2 separate regions of the Danio rerio genome follow, and region 1 is linked to region 2. A link is a contact called in public Micro-C data. All regions are on one chromosome and are shown on one strand. The core of a region is the stretch at or near the end of the contact, and the rest is flanking DNA. Distances in the headings are between cores, read along the strand shown.

Region 1 (3,404 bases), core at 17-2,516, 240 kb after region 2:
TTCATGAACAGCAGATTCAAGGACTTTGGATTACTTTTTACAGCACCATTCGTTTAAAAACAAGCACCATATGCACAATGAAAGTACTTAACATTTCATTTACACTTAATATTTACGTTGAGTGATTTTCAAAAAGTTTGACTGTTTTAAAAAGTCATGTTTAAAGAACTTTAATCAAATTTGTTGAATTCGATACTGGTTATATTCAAATGCAGTTTCTGAAATATTGATAACATGTCAGTGCTATTGTACAATATTTAAATGTAAGGTTTTTAATTCAAGGACTTTTTCAGTTTTTTTTATTTATTTAGTTTTTGACAATTGAGTAAAAATGTTGAAATAAAACCATAAACAAATTTCATTTCTAATTTTATTCAAGCACTTTCAATGGCATGTGTTTGATTTTAAGAACTTGCAGCCCTTGAATCCATACTGTATGTCTGAAATAAGAATACTTTTAAGTACTTTCAAGAAGCATGGGAACTCTGATTTATACTTACTATGGTTTGACTTGCTTTGTTAAAAGCTACTATGGTTTTACTTTAAAACATGGGCCTAAGGTTATAGTACTGTTATAAAACAATAGTTTTAATGTGTTTAATGAAAATGCTATGGTAAAAACCATCGTAAATGTTGTGGTTACTATGGTTTTGCTATATTAAACATAGTTAACCCATGATTGTTGTAGTAACACCACGGTTCATTTCTATTAAATGACAAATAAAAACATTTCCAAAAAGACTGATTACACCCAAGTTATTGATTGTAACTTACAGTTGAGGTTCTGCAGATTTTTCAGTCACGAAACGTACTTGCTCTGCTTTACCACTTTTTGCAAGAGCTTTTTCGCTTATTTTGTCCGAACGTTTTCGGCACTCAATCATAAAACTTACTAACGTTACAAACGTTGTTTATATTTGAGAAATATTTTACCGAGTATCACGTAGTCCACGCAGCTGCCTGTTTTTTTTTAATGTCACATTGCCATCTAGTGGCTAGTGTGTGGTACAGTACATGAAGACGTTATCACGTGGTTTTGGTTACTGTACTCAGCGTTATTAGTGACGAACCAATCATCGTTTTTAAGTCGTTTTCACCTTGAGCTGTGAAATACGAACTGAATCCATAAAAGTATTACCTTTATTTTCCACAATGTACACTTTTATATGTATATTTATTCGAAACACTAAGCAAGAAACGCGCAACATTTGTGCATCACTAATTAAACGCGCAGTTTGTCCTTGTATTACGGTAAGACGCCATCTACGTTACTGTTTTGAACTGATTTGAGTACTTAGGCTAAAAAACTGATCTTTGGCCTCCCTTTCACTCTCGGCAGCTGTTGAGAATTCATTGGGTGCTGAACATCCACATTATGAGAGGTAACGTAGAAATGCTAAAATAGTTTATGCTTTGCTACCATTTGTTGTTATTTTACTTAACGGGCCGCTAAATAACATTCTGCTTCCGGGTTTGTCTTCTTATTTACACATGCCTGTTCACTAGCCTGTTGTACTTTTTTTCTACACGAGTAGCTTCTGCTGCTCTTTCCGAGTGCCTTGTGACTGTATGCATATAAAAAGCTCTCACGAACTTTTATAATGTGTTATAGTAGACGTTTTTCGTAACACGTCGACATAATTCCTAGTAAACCGAAATATAACGTTACACATAAATAGTTTCTATATATAATATTTCAAAGCAAATATGTATTTAAAGCTTGTCTCCCCGAGTTATGTCAACCATGTGTTATACTGTCTCCAGTACGAACCTTCTCTACGAAAGAAAGTATAATAGTTTCTCAAAATTCTGAAATATTGATGTTCAAATTTGAGTAAAAGTATGAAATCACTTTAATTTAAATGTGACATTTCATCTTTAACTAGTGTGCATATAACAAATTGACCTTAACATAACAGTTAAGCTTTATGAATAAGGTCAAAACATTTATATTCGCTCATTCGTTCAATGACAGCTTGTGACATGCTTCTTCAATATTGGTTTACCATGGTACTTTGAATATTCAGTCTGAAATTACATCTAGATATGACTTAAAAACAACACTAGCACTATTTATTCAATTGAATACTGTTGTACTTTTGATGGTCATTGGCTGCAAATATGATTTCACTATTTAGAGTTTACAAATATAACTTTTTTTGAAATTATATGATTAAGGAGACAGTCCGAAAGTGTAAATATAAAACCAACCTTACCTCAAAACTGTTACGTACGCCTTTTTGGCATTTTCCCATTATATAAAAAAAGACATCTACAGTATAAATATAGAACAATCACTCATAATGCATATGTTAAAATTTGACAAAAATATATACTATATGTATTGTATATTTAATCATCTTTACTAGGAGATTAAAAATAGGGGAAATGTAACTATGGGCATCTGCTATAAGGTTTAAATCAATGGTTACCAAATTGGGGTTCGCTTGGTGATTTCCAAAAATCACAATTACTTTATTTAACTATTAGAATTACCATATTTTAATCAATAACCTACAGAAGAAAAAAAATAGTAGGTGCAGTAGGTGATCTGCCAAAATGCTAATTGGTTAGCATAATGTATTTGAAACACAGTCCCTCCCCTGCTCCAAAGCCACACCTCCTGAAACACGAACGCATGCACCTTAAAGATGACAGCAGACAACCCTAGTTCATGTCATTCGCCAATAATACTACAATTCTGAATGAAAACTGTATTACATCTAGCACGCTTTCAGTTGTGTTGTTAGCAAGCAAAACTTGTAATAATGTGCAATTCATGCATGCAAGGATCGCTTTATCCTAAAGCGACTACTGTATGCTTGGTTGGTCAGCGACGTGCTGGAATTACACTTATTACTAAGCCATACTTACAAGCTATTTCAGACCGAATATTCAGAGTAGCATGGTAAACAAAAGGATGACGTCACAGGCTGTCAGTGTTCAAAAATGAATCAATATGAATATAAGCCAACTTCACCTCAATCAAAGAGCTTAAAATGACCAAGAGGCGACACTCAATAGAACACTCCGTTGCATCAGCAGCACCCAGTAACACCCCAGATTCAGCCATTTTGGCGTGAAAGCGGTCGACTGTCCATTGGATCTTATTGCTGTCGCAATGGCAAGCAGCTGCTTTGTTTTTAATTTTTTTTACTTAAAAAGCGCAGTAAAGCTGAGATACATCCTGACAGACAACAAAACAACACTTACTATCACAATCATCAGCACTTTTAATAGTTTATTTTACATACTTATAATATACTGTTGTTCTATTGGAGTTTTCAATCCAAAATGGCCACTGCGCCATCTTGTGGCTGTTTCCCAAATTGCACTAGAGTGTCGCCTCTTAGTGATTCTATGCTCTTTGCCTCAGTAAAGCAGGCTAGGCAGAATAGCGCTGT
Region 2 (3,293 bases), core at 640-3,139:
TGTAAAATAATGAAAAATCACATAAGATAAAAATGAGTTCAAATATGCATCTAATTAAATCTATTACAATATTTCACTTTATTAAATGAAATTTGCTTTTTGTTATTATTTTACTATTATTACTACACAGAACAATTTGCTCTATCAGCAAAAAAATTATGTAATACATATTTAATGTTTACTTTATATACCTTATAATCAACATACTAAACAATAATAAGAATAACAGTGATAGTAAATGACTACTTAAATCAAAATATTTTAGTAAAATAATGAAAAAAAAAACAGAAAATAATAAGATAACTATATAAAAAGGTGTGCAAATATGCCTATATTTAGATGCATCTATTATAATATTTCATTTTTTCTTTAATAACATTTATTTTTTACTACTATTTTACTATTATTACTGTATAGAATTATTTGCAATATTAAAAGCAATAATATGTTATATTTATTTAAGATTTACTTACTTTATATACCTTATAATCACAATACAATGCACAATAATAAGATTTGTGAATTTAAATGACAACTTAAAAACATTTCAGTAAAATAATGAAAAAACAGAAAAGAATAAGATTATATAAAAATGCAGTGCAAATATGAATATAATTAAACAAATATAATATTTCACTTTTTATTAAATAAAATTACATTTTTACTACTTTTTTACTATTATTAATATATAGAATTATATACGATGTCAACGGCAATAATAATGTTACATATATTTAAAATTTACTTTATATACCTTATAAATAATATAAAACACAAAAATAACTGAAATTAAATTACTACTTAAAATATTTTTGTAAAATGAAAAATCATATAATTTACTTATATAAAATGCATTTTCAAATATGCATACAATTAAATGTTTCACTTTTTATTAAATAAAATTTATTTTGTACAATTTTACTATTATTACTACATAGAATTATATGCAATATTAATAGAAATTGAAATATGTAACACATATTTAATATTTACTTTATATACCTTGTAATCAACATGATACACAATAATAAGTAAATAAATAATAAATAAATAATACAAAACTAAAAAAATAAGATAATTATATAAAATGTGCAAATATGCATATAATAATATTTCACTCTTTATTAAATAAAATTAATTTTGTTACTAATATTTTAATATTAGTACTTAACAGCAGTATAATGCATATTTCGGATTTACTTTATCTGCCTAATACTTATTATAATAAACAATATTAAGTATAACTGTGAAATTAAATAACTAATTAAATACAAATATTTAAACACACACACACACACACACACACACACACACACACACACACACACACACACACACACACACACACACACACACACACACACACACACACACACACACACACACACAATTACAAGAAAATAGCATTGCAGTTCACTAATTGTATTGACTAAAATGAAGCAATACTGGAAAATCTTTCTTGTCCTTTGGTACAGGAACAGCAGGGGGCATCGTGGACTGTCTCTCTGTTGACGCAGAGTGTTCAGATGGGCTTATTCCATTACCTGCAAATAAGAAAGCATATATGCACAGTTCAGTCACAAGGTTTTGTTAAGAAAGCTTAAAAGATATTTTAAACAGGTATACAGGGGGGACACACACCTAAGGAAGTGTGCTTTATGCCTGCAATTACATTAGAAGGTCAGCATTATCAGCATTGTTTCCTAAGCTACTGTTGTGATTTGCACACTAAGACACAATAGAAGCTAGTCAAGCGTGTGAATCAAAAAACACGACTGTGACAATGACTGACAGCAGAACAAAGATCTGACAAGGGAAAGATGACAGGGGTGGAGTGGGTGTTTTATGATGTCTTCAAGAGGGCGTATGACATTTCACATGCCAACACCGCTTCTCTTCAAGAGGGCGAGAGAAAAGAATGGCATGTGATCTCACTAGCGACTAACTAGAGGCACGAACACTAGGATGGTCTGGAAATGGGTTTAGGGCAGGGGTTTAAGCGTTATTACAGGGCAGACCCTCCAGTATCTTGTGATCGAAGGATTTAACGAAATCAAAGAAATGTCATTAAATTTAGAGGAGATTGACATTTTTTTTAATTGCTGTGCAGCATTGGCACTCACAATGCATTGCTTAGAGCTCCAATCTGATTCGTTACTCGTTCGTTGTTTTTAGATGTGGCCAATAATACATTTCCAGTTTGAACTGATCTACACAACGAGGACTTTTACTAAGCAAAGTGCTGTATGTCCGACAGATTGAAATATTCATGTATCTTTCTCTATTTATCCCTTTTAATGCACTTTAATTCTTTTTTATACTCCGCTTTTAATTATTTTATTTAAAGCACTTTGAATTACCATTGTGTATAAAATGTGTAATATAAATAAAATTGGCTTACATACTCCATGTGTAAATGTAAATAAAGCATGCCAGCAGGTTAAGTTAGGTCTCCACAGACTTCAGTGTGTATTTGACAAGCTATGAATTGCTTGATTTGCTGGAACTAGTATCGATGTGTTTCATTTTCTAAAATCTCAAATAAATGTTCTGTGATAAAACACTGACAACGGTGTATTTGGCTTGATGGCAAAGTGCAATTTATCCAAAATAAATAATGTTATAATATATAATAGAGTGTTGTGGTAACGCATTACAAGTAACTTGAGTCACGTAATTACAGTATATTACTTTTCCAGGTAAAAAATAAGTAATAATATTTGAGTCACTTTTTTGAAAATGTAATGTGAGTTACTGTTTAGATTAGACTTTTTTGAATGCATTGAAGAAAAAGAAAAGGGATAGTCTCAATGGACAGTGATTTTACTTAAGACAAATACACAAGTAGCAAACATCTTACTTTAAACTTTCACTAATCTGTAAATACATCATGTAAAGCCAGGAAGTTCTCAGATAACACTATCCTAAAATATTATTTTGCTGTGTTTTTTATAAAGTTAAATGCAGGTGTATGTTATAAAGTGCATTGTTAATTGCAGAACACTTCTAATAAAAAAATAAGTCCTGAAAGAGATCAAGCTTCAGCTCAGCCAGATAATAAATAAATAAATAAATATTAATTTTTTTATTTACAATTTTTTAATACTACCTACAGCCATATACTCTATACAATGTATTGCAGAACTTCTTTTTCTCCATAATTTAGATTCTTATTGTTATTATTATTTTTAAGGTCACAAATGGTTGAGTAAGCATTTCACTATGTATCTTATTGTGTATGACAATTTAAATTTGAAGTCATTCTTGTGTTATTTTATGCATGCATATATATA

The links. Hi-C and Micro-C count contacts between places; a contact is called where the count stands out from the background.
Region 1: a Micro-C map of caudal fin shows a contact between it and region 2, with 5 times the contacts expected there. The contact joins the promoter of pgap4 here to the enhancer-like site in region 2. A contact is called at or near these places in 3 of 18 Hi-C or Micro-C datasets (caudal fin, embryo and an unstated tissue) and 1 of 4 datasets of contacts at active chromatin or transcription factors (caudal fin).

What each region holds. Positions count from the first base shown.
Region 1 is chr11:32,871,899-32,875,302 of GRCz12tu, forward strand. It overlaps pgap4 (post-GPI attachment to proteins GalNAc transferase 4), which reads left to right and starts at 1,267. Exons shown (of 2, transcript NM_001077341.1): 1 at 1,267-1,382. It also overlaps a transcript of slc8a1a not described here and a transcript of mala.1 not described here.
Region 2 is chr11:32,627,197-32,630,489 of GRCz12tu, forward strand. It overlaps map4k3a (mitogen-activated protein kinase kinase kinase kinase 3a), which reads right to left. Exons shown (of 33, transcript XM_073916889.1): 20 at 1,447-1,544. Among named protein-coding and RNA genes, the nearest start is that of pecr, 28 kb to the left of the region's middle. Within about 2 kb of position 1,890, at least 2 of the 62 cell types and tissues checked have an H3K27ac peak or open chromatin away from gene starts, as enhancers often do. A contact at or near this core is called in caudal fin, where this site is marked.